Linked DNA regions of Mus musculus: region 2 is linked to region 1. A link is a contact called in public promoter capture Hi-C data. All regions are on one chromosome and are shown on one strand. The core of a region is the stretch at or near the end of the contact, and the rest is flanking DNA. Distances in the headings are between cores, read along the strand shown.

Evidence for each region. Promoter capture Hi-C pulls out the DNA fragments that hold promoters and counts their contacts.
Region 2: a contact with region 1 is called in a promoter capture Hi-C map of hippocampal neurons, with 2.9 times the contacts expected there. The contact joins the enhancer-like site here to the promoter of Pdia5 in region 1. A contact is called at or near these places in 5 of 39 promoter capture datasets (3T3-L1-derived adipocytes, embryonic stem cells, hippocampal neurons and 2 more), 1 of 484 Hi-C or Micro-C datasets (the G1E-ER4 cell line), 5 of 115 datasets of contacts at active chromatin or transcription factors (all in embryonic stem cells) and 2 of 9 other capture datasets (adipose tissue and embryonic stem cells).

The regions. Positions count from the first base shown.
Region 1 is chr16:35,488,846-35,492,713 of GRCm38.p6, reverse strand. It overlaps Pdia5 (protein disulfide isomerase associated 5), which reads left to right and starts at 1,841. Exons shown (of 17, transcript NM_028295.1): 1 at 1,841-1,985. The coding sequence starts at 1,950.
Region 2 is chr16:35,699,537-35,703,380 of GRCm38.p6, reverse strand. All of the region lies in intron 8 of Slc49a4 (solute carrier family 49 member 4), which reads left to right. Among named protein-coding and RNA genes, the nearest start is that of Gm25967, 21 kb to the left of the region's middle. Within about 2 kb of position 1,395, at least 7 of the 459 cell types and tissues checked have an H3K27ac peak or open chromatin away from gene starts, as enhancers often do. A contact at or near this core is called in hippocampal neurons, where this site is marked.

The sequences.
Region 1 (3,868 bases), core at 592-3,091:
AATAACATTGATGAAACAATGAGATGGTTGCTACAATGTGGCAGTTAGCTCCCATGTACAATGTGATGGTTGCTACTGTGATGCTGTGAGCACTCCTGACACAAAGTGATGTAGGCTTGTGTGTTTGTTTACACACAGTGTTTCTGGAAGGCAAGACAGCTAAAGACTAACAATGGGTATGCACTAAAGGTAAGGAGTAGACACCTGGAAACTGGGGGATGAGAGAGGCTTTAGACAGCTGGCAACGTTTATTCAGGGAATATCTCCCAACTCCTCAATGTGCACTTCCTCTGTCCATTTTATTATTCTCCATTTGCATCCTTATGACGGAGTAGTTGTCCAACAAACATTCCTAAATGAAGTGACAAGCTGATGGTGCGCGTGACAAAGAGGATTCAAAAGAGGATTTTTTGTTTTGTTGTACATAAAAGACCTGTCTTATGTCTATGGGTGTTTTTTTTTTTTTTTTTTGTTGTTGGTTTTTGTTTGTTTGTTTTTTGGGTTTTTCGAGTCAGGGTTTCTCTGTATAGCCCTGGCTGTCCTGGAACTCACTTTATAGACCAGGCTGGTCTCGAACTCAGAAATCCGCCTGCCTCTACCTCCCGAGTGCTGGGATTAAAGGCGTGCACCACCCTACCCATATGTAGGAGTACCACAATCATATCTTGTGCCCTTGGAGATCAGATACCCTGGAATTGGGGTTACAGGATGGTTGTTAGTTGCTATGTGGGAGCCAACAGCAGCAAGTGCTCCTAAATAATGTACCCATTGTCCAGCTCCCATTTTACATTTTTTGTTCAGGTAATTAGCATTCATTTAACATCAATTAACTATTTAAATGATACAGTTTGGTGGCATTTAATACATTCATAATGCTGTGCTGCTTCCCCTTTTATCTAGCTCTGAAAGATTTTCATCCTCATCAATGGATTTCTGAACTGAAATTCCTTTCCTCCATTCCCCAGGTCAGAGTAATCTGTTTACACAAAATGCAAACAAACAAACCAAAAAAAAAAAAACAAAACCAAAACCATTTTTTCCAATTTTTGTATATTTTATATAAATGCAATCATACAATATACAACATTTTGCATTTGGCTTTTTAAGAATCAGCATCATATATTTTTGATATTTGTTAACATGGTTGTGTGAATTTCTTTTTATTGGATGAATAGTATTCCGTTGTACCGGTGTATATCACATTTTCTGTATTTGTCTTTTGAGGATATTTAGACTCACTCTTTCTTTCTTTCTTTCTTTCTTTCTTTCTTTCTTCCTTTCTTTCTTCTTTGACTATCATAAACAGCGCTGCTAGGAACATTGGTGTGCTAGTACTACTTGAACACACTTTTCGATTCTTTTGAGTATATGGTTAAGGAGTAAGGGGATAGTGTGGTGATCTATACTTAATATTTTTTGGGCTCTCTAAATTGTTTTCCCGACACCTCAATAATGTTTTGTCAAGGGGAAAAAAAAAGCCTCGGGAGCAGATGGCATTTTCCATCCTCCACAGGCCATCATAGACTTTACAATTAGTACCTACAGTCAAATGACTGGAATTCTCTGGGTTGCCTGCTAATCCTCGGGGTGGGGAAACTAACTTCTGGGGGCAGAGTGAGTTGTTGGTTCTGATTCTGCGGGCACAGAGCAAGGCTCCTTAGTGAACAACTGTCCCTACTCCCCAGCCTCCCTGCCCCCCATCCTCACAGCTGCTACTCTGCGTCCTCAGGCAAAGTCCGAGGCAGAGGCATCCCGAGCTTCTCGTGAACTACAACTCCCGGCAGGCTCCTTCCCGGGCCGCCTCTCCTAGCCTGGTGCGCATGCTTTGGCAGACGTGGCACCGGGAACTCGGAGGCGGGGAGCGGCTGTGAAGTGGCCGTAGCTGTTGGCCGAGGTGGAGCTGGCAGGCGTGCGCGGGAGCCGGGTGCAGACGGCAGGAGGCGGCGGGGATGGCGCGGGCGTGGGGGCTGCTACTGGCGATTGGGGTGAGGCTGTGGGCCGGCGACACGTGCGTCCCGCATGGCCGTGGGAGCGCGCGGTCCGGGTTGGTTGGGGGCGTGCTCGCCGGGTGGCAATAGGGTCTTTGGTCCTCTGCTCTCCACTGGGGCCGGGCCGGGTGATCCCTCTCTCCGGGTTCGCGCTCCCGCACAACTTTGCGGGGACGCAGGTCTGGGATGTCCTTAGCCTAAGCAGGACTCCCCGGGCGGTGCTTGCACCTGTGTGAGTGTGGGGTGGAGGCTGCCTTCCACTTGCGCAGCAGGAACACTTGCTCGTGGGTTGGACCCCCGGAGAAAGGGCGCGTGACGGGTTGGGTGGGGTCACCACCTCCAAGAGTTCTGCTCCCACGGTGATGCCGGCTCCAGCCCCGGCCACTTTCGAGCTGTGTGTGTGGCGCCCTGGATCTGTAAACGTGTCTGCGTTCCTTCTATGAGATGGGAAACCGTAAAGATACCCGCTAAGGAGGTTGTCAGACGGGTCGGCTGAGGAGTCGGTGGAACCAGCTCCGGAGACTGCAAAATGATACCGGAGTGATACAGAAGTGGAGGAGGGGTGAACCGTGGTGCAGACTATGTGGGGATGGGAGGACTTTCCCGAACAAGCATCCCCCGAGAAGAAGTGGGGACTGGGGACGGGTTTGCCCCTGGGGCTGAGGTGTGGTTGTGGGTGTGTGACAGGATGTAGTTGCCTTCTTCCACATCTCTCTCGTAACTTCTTGTCTCCCTTGTGTTGGGTCCATCTCCTTATGGCCACCGCCACTATCACCAAGTTCGGAAGACTTACTTGCCCCTACCACTCCACTGTTTTCCCTTTGGGTGTGGCAAGGATGCTGGGCAGATGGGGGGGGGTGTGGTGGAAAGGGAGGGGTGATTAGATCTAAACGCTTGAACTCCGCAGTGCCCTGTCCTTTGGGATCACCAGTTAAAGGAGTGACATCGAGTTTTCTGTTATGTGGAAGAAGGTGTCAAAGGAAGCTCCCTGTTCCCAGTTCTGCATCCTCCGTCTAGGAGAGATCTAGTAGGTTACCGCGAAGCTTTGGGGTGCTGGTGGTGTGCCATGATGTTTGACATAAGTTTCCTGGAGCCAGTTGGGCTGACTCCCATCAGGATGTCAGTCCTTGAACTCTGAGGGAGGAGGGTTTTGCTTTCTTCCTTTTTCCCTCCCTTCAGTAAAAACAAGAGCCCAGGGGACTGACCTTTTACTCTGTAAACATTTATCAACCACATTGTTTGCCACCGGGTTGAATTTTGGGTGGGGAGCAAACTACACTCTGCGCCTGCCTTCAGGTGTTGCCCTCGGCTGAACAGCAGTCAATCCTGTGAGCAAATACTGTTCGAAGGACAAGAGCTAATACCCTAACTGCTGCCAGCCTGCCACAGGAGAGCCATACATTATCTGAGGTGGAGAGTCCCCACAGGGAGAGGTCACATCTCTGAGAGGGAGAGTCTGCCAAGGGAGAGCCCCTGGGGCCTTATTGAGGTGGGTGGAGCAGAGTCCAGGAATTAATGTGTTGTGGGTATTTCGGAGGTCTGTATGTACCTTCCCCTCAGGCAATGAGGAAGAACTTTGAGGTTTGCCCAAAGCACCTGGCAGCTGGACGTTCCTGAGCCTAGAGTTAGCTCCGCAAATACAAGGTAGAGGGATGAGAGCCTGGAATCCGCAGCAAGTGACTGCGGGTTGGGCCTCTGTGCATTTAAAAGCTATGTGGATTTGATAAGGGCTTCCTACATCCCTGGGAGCAGTTTGACTTCTTTGTTCGCTCTGTATTGACTGAAGGCCACTGGGCGTGGCCCAGGGTTTTATGAAAATGGATTTAACTGGGTCTGATGGCATGGCTTTGGAATCCCAGCTACTTAGGAGGTTGAGGCAG
Region 2 (3,844 bases), core at 146-2,645, 210 kb before region 1:
AGGAGCTCACCTCTCAAAGGTTCAGCACCACACATGGCCATGGAAGACTCAGGCCACGTTTCCATACTGTCTTACTGCAGAAGAACACTGGGTATTTGGTATCCGCTGCTCCTCTAGGTCCAGCAGCAGGGTTTTGTTTTGTTTTGTTTTGTTTTGTTTTGTTGGGGAGGAGGGGCTTGGGGGATTGTTGAGTCAGGGTTTCTCCATGTAGCCCTGGCTGTCCTGGAACTCACTCTGTAGACCAGCCTGGCCTCAGATTCAGAGATCTGCCTGCCTCTGCCTCCTGAGTGCTGGGATCAAAGGCGAGCACCACCACTGCCCAGCTGCCAGCAACAGCCAGTGGTAGATTCATCAGAGATTGACACCTGTTGTGCTGTAGCTGGGACTCATGCATAGTGGCCAGAAAAGTACCAAGCACCGTTTCTCCTATCTCTTACCTGCCCTGGTTACAACAAGAATTGTTCTGGCTGAGAGGAGAACACGGTCCTCTTATTAGCCGAATTCTAATCATGTGTTCTTACTCATATGTGAACAGCTGGTATAGGGTTCCTGCCTAACCTCTTGGCTGCTGTGAGCAAATGAAACGTGCAGTAATAATTAATTTAGTCCACCAAGATGATTTGCAGACAGAGAACTTTCAGTAAATGCCCGCATGTGGGTAGTGGATGTGCGGGTAGGTATGTGAGGGAGCACAGTGCACACGCTCTGGAGGCGTGTTTTGTTCCTTCTTGGTAGTTAACTCATTGATGCTATGGTGTAAATGAGCAGGCTTCTCTTGTAGAGAAGTGAGCCCTGTGAATATGTCAAGACCATGGACACAGCTTGCTTAGCAGTGTGACCCGAGTTGAAATCCCTCCATCCGAGGTTAGCTGTCCTGGCCCTACAAATCCTGCAGCAAAGTGCCACAGGCTTTAGGACTTTAGGATAAACTGCAAATCTAAAAACTTTGTAAAGTGATTTCCTCAAATGTCTCCTAGTCCTGCAGCCCAGAGTCCTAAATATTTTATACAATGAACTCAGTGATCTTCCATAAAGCCAGTGTGGAAGCAGCGTAATTCAGCAACTTTAAGATGAATACTTGCCTATGGAGTAGATGTGAGGTTCAGCTATTTATTATTGCTCTCTTCAAAGTCCTACTTTATTGGTTTTTAAGAAAGCCTGGAATTGGTTTGGTTGGTTGGTTGGTTAGTTGGTTTGAGATTTAGGCTCACTGTATTCACCAGGCTTGTCTCAGACTCCAGGGCCCTAGCCAGCCTCCCACCTTGCTCTCCTAAGTGACAATGACAGACGTGTGTCCCGTGTGTGCCTACAACCTGGCTTTGATCACAGTGAGCTGAGTTTAGCTCTCCTCTCAGAAAGTCCTCCGCTTCCTTGACAAGGTTCTTTCCCGCCCACACCAAGCTGTGTGGTGCCTGCGTCGGATAATTTTTCAAAGCTGTGCAACTCCCCGACATGAGCATGTACACTCAGTGCCTTGCCTGAGGATGGCTTCCCCCCGTGGTTGCCTCCAGCGTGAGGCCACCGGCGTATGTGGAGCTCTGGGCCACAGAGCCTTTCAGTTGGGCATTACATGAAACCGAATCAGAGATTCTGTAGTATTTTTCTGACCTGGGGTTTGCAAGGTCAGCTTCTAAAGAGAACGGTGCTTGTTCCCTACTGTGAGGGGACTGTTCCTCTGAGACCCTTGATGAACTGTGACAGTGCAGTGATGCCTTATTCTAAAAACATCACAGAAAAAAGCAGTGGGGGGAGGCTGCCATCCTCCATGTGCTCTCAAATGCAATCCGATTTATATTCTGAAGTTTGTCTTTTGTGCTGTATTTGGTCTAAGTGCAGCAGCGAGTTTTGTCTAAATGCATAAAGATTTTGAAGTGGCTGTCAGAATTTGAGTCTATAGTGTCATTCAGAAGATCCAGGGACCTGGCTGAGGCGGAAAGCATCACTAATGGGAAGGATCAGCAGGTGTGGACCAGGGATGTTACACCTAAGAAGGAGAGTGCTGTGGTGTTAGATTGGGACGGGGTATGTCTGGGAGGTTGGTGGTACTCCCTGTAGAGTGCAGGGAACAGGCCATTGGCAGGATCTGGGGTGCCCCCTGGATGCTCACTGGGAGAACAGAGATAGTTTTGTTGAACGCTGGTTGGCGCTGGAGGTTCTGGAGATGATGCTTGTAGATGATCAAACTGTAAGCATGGTGACATTGAGAAAGAAAAGGGAAGAGGTTAGCAGCTTCTGGGAGAAGGACAGAAGATGAACCAACAGTGCAGAGGTGCTGTGCAGGGTTGGCATGGTGCACAGGGCCAGTGCAGAGGTGCTGTGCAGGGTTGGCATGGTGCACAGGGCCAGTGCAGAGGTGCTGTGCAGGGTTGGCATGGTGCACAGGGCCAGTGCAGAGGTGCTGTGCAGGGTTGGCATGGTGCACAGGGCCTGTGTGGAAGTGCTGTGCAGGGTTGGCGTGGTGCATAGAGCTTGTGTGGAAGTGCTGTGCAGGGTTGGCGTGGTGCATAGAGCTTGTGTGGAAGTGCTGTGCAGGGTTGGCGTGGTGCATAGAGCTTGTGTGGAAGTGCTGTGCAGGGTTGGCGTGGTGCATAGAGCTTGTGTGGAAGTGCTGTGCAGGGTTGGCGTGGTGCATAGAGCTTGTGTGGAAGTGCTGTGCAGGGTTGACGTGGTGCATAGAGCTTGTGTGGAAGTGCTGTGCAGGGTTGACGTGGTGCATAGAGCTTGTGTGGAAGTGCTGTGCAGAGCCCAAGCAGAGTGAAATGTGGCACTTGAGCTTCAGATTGGCAGTGTGGATAAGGCTGCTGTGTGGTAGATGCTGCTCTTACAAGGGAGTCTTGCGCAGTCCTGCCTCCTGGTGTGTATTTCTCCCTCCTCTGGGGAGAATCAATGGGAAGGTTTTTAGGAAACTGCTCAGCCAAACAGATAAAGAATGCAAACATTTCAGTGGATTGGGTATCATTCAGTTATATTCTTTGATACAGAGCTCAGAAAGTCAGAAAGTTTGTTGGCTTTACAACTTAGATTAAATGTTTAAGAAACCCCCCTCTGCCACCCTTAACCCCACCCCCTACCCCACCTCTGTCCCCTGAGCCTCAGCTGTAAATGGTCTTCAGCATGGAGATGCAGGTGCTCCCCTGCCTCAGACCATTTGCTTTCTGAGAAGTGATTTTAAAGAGCACTTGCTACTTGTATGCTTCTAAAAGTAGATTTGACTTTTCAGAGAGACACAGTAATGAACAAACATCTGAACCTAGGCAGAAAAGAATTTCACCCTCTAATGAAATAAATGTTCAGCTTTGGCAGATTGGACAAAGACCCTGCTTGAAAGAGGGCCAGGGATTTGTCAGTCAGTCTTGGCATTTGCATTGCTTCCTATATATGTAGCTTCCTATAAATTAAAGTCACTGCGATTTAGTAGGTGAACCACACTGTCAGGTCTCTGATTCCTTATATCCAGCGTGCACACTGTGGCTGTCAAATCAGAGAGCTCACTGTGAGTTCAGCTGCTGTTGAATCCCAACTGCTTCCTCCTACCTAGTAAAGTTATCATCAGAAATTTAGGCTGTATGTTTAATATAAAAGTAGAAATTGCCCGAGAAAGTGTCCTTAGAGGAACTGGGTTCCATGAAATCCAGGTAGAACACAGAAGCTAGGCAGAAAGTGGGGTCCACACCTGTTTCTGCTGTGGGATACCTGGTATTCCATCTTTAACTGCTGTTGTTGCTGGGAGCTGAGGACGCTGCTTCTCAGCCCAGTATAGAAAATGTCACAGCAGCACCTGCCTTCTTGCTCAGCACAGGTTGCTCTTAAGCTCTGTGAGCTGGGTTAAAACTGAATGGGGGGC